Linked DNA regions of Canis lupus: region 1 is linked to region 2. Evidence: chromatin contacts called from public Hi-C data. All regions are on one chromosome and are shown on one strand. The core of a region is the stretch at or near the end of the contact, and the rest is flanking DNA. Distances in the headings are between cores, read along the strand shown. Region 1 holds the start of GBP1 (guanylate-binding protein 1). Region 2 holds the start of LOC612422 (guanylate-binding protein 4-like).

What was found. A called contact is a pair of places that touch in the nucleus more often than the background predicts.
Region 1: a contact with region 2 is called in a Hi-C map of blood, with 2.4 times the contacts expected there. The contact joins the promoter of GBP1 here to the promoter of LOC612422 in region 2. A contact is called at or near these places in 2 of 9 Hi-C or Micro-C datasets (both in blood).

The regions. Positions count from the first base shown.
Region 1 is chr6:59,897,920-59,900,619 of UU_Cfam_GSD_1.0, reverse strand. It overlaps GBP1 (guanylate-binding protein 1), which reads right to left and starts at 1,254. Exons shown (of 12, transcript XM_038541449.1): 1 at 1,230-1,254. All of the region lies in intron 1 of LOC119872277 (a long non-coding RNA gene), which reads left to right.
Region 2 is chr6:59,753,393-59,756,326 of UU_Cfam_GSD_1.0, reverse strand. It overlaps LOC612422 (guanylate-binding protein 4-like), which reads right to left and starts at 1,333. Exons shown (of 7, transcript XM_038541448.1): 1 at 1,317-1,333.

The sequences.
Region 1 (2,700 bases), core at 5-2,504, 140 kb before region 2:
GGACCTGCACTGGGAATACAAGTCCCCATTACATCAGCTTTGACAATCAGAGGAGCTTAACTTCTTGAGTTTTTACAATCAGGTGGGGTTTAACATCAGGAACTTTAAAAGGCTTGGCTCTGAGAGAGCCTGGAGTGTGATAGAAAACTGAGTTCCCACTCTTAAAGAGCCAAAATAACAAACAACCCCAGTAAGATACATCATAGAAACAGCAGTTTGGGAGGCACCTGGGGTATATGAGATTTATTTACTAATCCCAGAATGTGCACAGGAGAGGCAAGGATCTTTAGGAGACTTTTCCAAGAACAAAAGAACTGGTGGATGCCTTTTCTCTCTTTCAACCCCAGGCTAGATACTTGGACACCTGCGGTAACTAGTGTGAACATTTACAATCTAGTTTGCTAACACCACATACCCTGTTCTCCTGTAGATTCCCCCCCTCCAGTCCACCCCACTCAAGAGGAGTTCCTCCATAGTTCTCTAGCTAGGTCTCATTCTTCGAGAAGCCCTGACACTTGCCAGTACCAGTCCAAAGTACCCGAAGGTAACTGCACACACCACTTTAACTGCATCCTCCTGGGTCTGATCTGACTGCTAGCTCTACCCACCAAGAAAAACTTCATAGGGGTAGCACAGAGAACCCTGTGGTTTGGGGTCACTACAAACCCAACAGACAGACTGGGGATCAAACATCTGATCTGACTGCAGATCCTGCTCACAAATGAAAGCCTCTCAGAAAACAATGCAGGAAGAGCAACCTGCAGTTCAGTGCGAACCACAGTTCTGGCAAATGGGCTGAAGGCAACCATCTGGTCTGACCTAACTGTAACCCAAGGCTGCCCCAAATTGGCCCCTTAACAGACAGAGACCAAACCTTGCTCATAACAAGGCAAAGACATTGTAGACAACTTACTGAAGGCAAGCATGGCTCAACCACAATAGAAGAATTCCTACAACACACATAGGAGGCACCCCTGCCAAGTTCTAGTGAACAGGGGTCATTGCACCATTTATGGGACCTCTTCTTCATTAGGCAACTACTTTCAAGATTAGGAGATATAACTGACTTTCCTAATACATAAAAACAGAGAGCTAGACAAAATGAGGAGACAGAGGACTATGTCCTAGATAAAAGGACAAGATAAAATTAGAGTAAAAGAGCTAAATGAAATGGAGATAAGCAATAAACCCAATGGAGATTTCAAAATAATGATCATAAAGATACTTACTGGACTTGAGAAAAGACTGGAGGATCTCAGTAAGACAAACAAATGGAAAGATATTCCATTGAGTATATTCCATCTTCATTGATTGGGAAAATAAATACTGTTAAAATTTCCATACTATCTAAAGAAATCTATAGATTTAATGCATTTTTTATCAAATTACAAATAGCATTTTTCACAGAACTGGAACAATCCTAAAATTTGTATGGTTCTACAAATAGCCAAGGCAATTTTAAGAAAGAAGAACAAAACTGGAGGGATCAGAATCTTGGATTTCAAGATATACTATAAAGCTGCAGTAATCAAAACAGTATGGTACTGGCACAAAAAGAGACACATAGATCAATAGAACAGAATAGAGAATCCAGAAATAAACTCATGCTTTTAGGCCAATTGATCTATAACAAAGGAGACAAGAATACGCAATGGGAAAAGTGCCTGCGTGGCTCAGTTAATCAACTGAGCATTTGGCTCTTGATTTCGACTCAGGTCATGGGGTCATGGGATTGAGCACCGCATTGCGTTCCATGCTGGGCAGGAAGCCTGCTTGGGATCTCTCTCTCTATCCCTCCCCCACGCATGTACTCTCTCTCTAAAATAAATAACTCTTTAAAAGAAAAAGAATATGCAACTGGAAAAGGATGTTTCTTCAACAAATGGTGTTGGGAAAACTGGACAGATATATGTAGAAGAATGAAACTGGGCCATTTTCTTATACCATGCACAAAAATAAACTCAAAAATGGATTAAACACCTAAACATGAGATGTGAAGCCACAGAATTGTAGGAAAAAAGATAGGCAGTAATTTCTTTGCCATCAACTGTAGAAACATTTTTCTCCAGAGGCAAGTGAAACAAAAGCAAAAATGAACTATTCGGACTACATTGAAGTAAAACTTGCACGGTGAAGGAAACCATCAACAAAACAAAAAGACAACTTACTGAATTGGAAAAGATATTTGTAAATGACATATCTGATAAAGGGCTAATATCCAAAATATATATAAAGAACTTATAAATTCAATATCAAAAAACCAATAATCCAATAAAAAATGGGATGGACATAAGACATGAATAGACATTTCTCCAAAGAAGACAGAGATGGCCAACAGACACATGCAAAGATGCTCAACATCATTCATCATTAGGGAAATGCAAATCAAAACTACAATGGGATATCACCTTATACCTGTTAGAATAGCTAAAATAAAAAACTCAAGAAACAAGTGTTGGCAAGGATGTGGAGAAAAGAATTCTTGGTGCATTCTTGGTGGGAATGCAAACTGTGTGTAGCCACTGTGGAATAGAGGTACCCTGAAGATTAAAAATAGAACTACCATATGATCCAGTAATTCTACTACTGGGTTTTTACCCAAAGAAAACAAAAACACTAATTTGGACAGTTATATGTACCCTAAACATGAGATGTTTACTGTAGCATTATTTACAATAGCCAAGATATGTTTACTGTAGC
Region 2 (2,934 bases), core at 84-2,583:
CACGCTGGGGGTCCGATATGGGACTCAATCCCAGGACCCTGGGGTCACAACCTGAGCCACAGGCAGATGCTCAACCACTGAGCCACCCAGGGGCCCTTCATACTTGTATTCTAAGCATAGAACAGACAAAGGGAAGATAGGCCTCTCCTTTACTAATTCATCTTATCTACATAAACCAGATTGCTTCATAGATTATTCATATTCCTGTACACAACCACAAGAGAGGCTGGAATTGCCATCATTATTCTGGGAAACTGTGTGTGTGGCAAGTAAGCAGGAGTCCTATTAGTATAAGAGAAAGGGGAGATAGATTAGAATGGAACAAGGGAAGAGTTAACAGTATTTCCCAATAACCATCTCAAACTAGGGAGAAAACAGACGGTACAACAAGGATTATACTCTACTGTTTATCACCATTATAATTATCTTCACTAAGGTCTAAGCTTGAAGAGAAAGGTGTCCTGTCTGTTCTGTTCTCTGTTCGGTCCCCATACTGGGCACATAGTAGATTTGTTAAACTGAAATAATCCTGAGAAAAGAGATATATGTGAGTGATAAGGGTTAATTGAATTATGTGTTGAAATGATTTAATTCAGCTTAAGAATACAAAAGAAGAAAGCCTGGCAGATCTTTCCGGGATGATAGTCCTGGGAGAGCAAGGGGTTTCAGAGGCGATGCAGACAGAGTGAGCCTCCAGAAGAAGGAAGAGGTTCGCTATGTTAAATACTCAGAGGATTCACTGCAAATACTAGTAGGATGGCCAGGAATGTCCTTACAGAACACAGACTTAGGAGAGTGTTGGAAACAGTAGCCAGGGGAGAGAAAGGAGCAGCCGTGGGGGAAGGAAGTGGGTCCAAAGAAAGTAGAAGGACATCTAGAGTATTTAGTATTAGATAAATGTGCTAGAGTATTTAGTGGTGAAGAGTCATGGCCTCTGTTACTTATTCCACCAAATAATAATCAGAATAAGAATGTAAACAGAAAAACTTCTATATCTGTTTAGAAAGAGAATGCAAATATCACAAAATATCACCACAGGGTGCATCTAAATGAATAGAAGGTAGGATTTCATTGTAGTCTTAAGCTTCCTCTATAATTCATATTTTTTTAAAACATAGATTTTTAGAATATGTAGATTTTAGAGCAAGAATATGTAAACAACATTAAGTGGAAATCACAAATACAAGGTTTTATATCTTCCCTATTTAGATTTATCTATTGCATTCCTATTCTCAGTTCCCCTTTTTATCTCAGAAATTAGGGCTTAAAGCCCGAACCTAAAGTGCATGCAAAAGAAAGTTTAGAACTGAACATACCTGCTCCATAGTTGCAGACCTGCTGCTCTGTTCAAGAATGAGCTTCCTGCTGCCTCTCAACTCACTCGTTTTCTGTTTTCTCCGCCCCCAGAAACTGAAAACAAATTGAGGAAGTTGAGAAATGAAATGGAGGAGGAAACTGTGATAGTAAAAGAACTTCATGGTGTGTTAAATATTTTGAGAAGGCGTGTGGGAACAAAGCCACCAGAGCCTGAGAAGGTATAGAGGGCAGTTTGTGGATCCCAGTCACTCTGCAGTTAGACCTTAGTAAATATCGCCCTAACTAGCCTTCTTTATTTTGTCCCCAGCTTGTCTGTGCACAAGTGGACTGTTAGTAGAGTCCAAGGGCACAAGGGTACCTGGCTTCAGGGGTCCCAAGCAGACTGGGTCTAGCCACTTGTCATTGACAAAACCCAAAGGCAGAGAGGTCAGCAGTGGTGAAACAGAAAGGGACTTATTTCAAGGAGGACACCACATAGGGTCTTGACTTAATCGGTTAAAAAGTACAGACTGAGGTCAAAATGTAGGCAGTTTGGGTATTTCCCCAAACTGGGTCTTCTTTTAGGACTATGATGTATGTAGGTGTGCATTCTGTTATACTTTTATATCTTGGAACTCATAGAACTTCTTGATTATGTTTCTCATAAATCATGCATGTTTTGCATTATTATTTTTACATGTATTTTTTTCTAACATTTTCTGCCTTTCATCTACTGATGAGATGTCCACCCTGCCTATATTGGCACACCTGATGGTGCCTCACAGTCTCTGCGCTCTATGACTCCTAATTTTGTCTTCTTTTCTATTCTTCAAAATGGATTCTCTCTGTTGATTTATCTTCAGTTCACAGATCTTCCCTTTGCCAGTTAAAATCTGTTTTTGAGCCACTATACTGTATTCCAGTTCTACTAGTCCACTGTGGAATTTGTTTTGTTCTTTCAGTAACTTCTTGTTATTGATATTTTCTATGTCATGAATCATTTTAACCCTCTTTGATTCTTAAACCATAGTTACCTTTAGTTCTTTAAGCATACTCATAATAGATGCTTTGATATATTTGCCTGTTAAATGAGATATTTTCTGCTCATGGCCCAAGAGATTGTTTCTATTAACTTATTTTCCTATGATTAGGCCAACTTTTCTGTTTCTTTGCATGCCTCCTAACTTGTTTTGAAAACAAGACATTACAAATAATATAATGTTGTAACTGTGGATTCCATCATCCCCTCAAGAGATTGTTGATGGTTTTATACTTTGTTTACTGACTTCCCTTGGACTAATTCTGTATTGTCTGATGCCCTTGCCATATGTGATGGCTCATGGCTCTGTTCGGTTATATATAAAAATATTTTTCAGTTAGTTTTTGAGATAGACTTCCAAAAAGTCACCTCTGAGGCAACAGAGCTTATTGATGAGCCAGTGCTAGGTTAGAATTTATACTTGGGGTGCCTCGGTGGCTCCAGTGGTTAGGCATCCGACTGGATCTCAGCTCAGGTCTTGATCTCAGGGTCCTGAGTTCAACACTACTTAAAAAAAAAAAAAAAAAAGAAAAGAACTTATACGTAAACGTCTTGAGCCGACACCTGGTTTCAGAAAGCATTATTTCTGCAATCTGCAA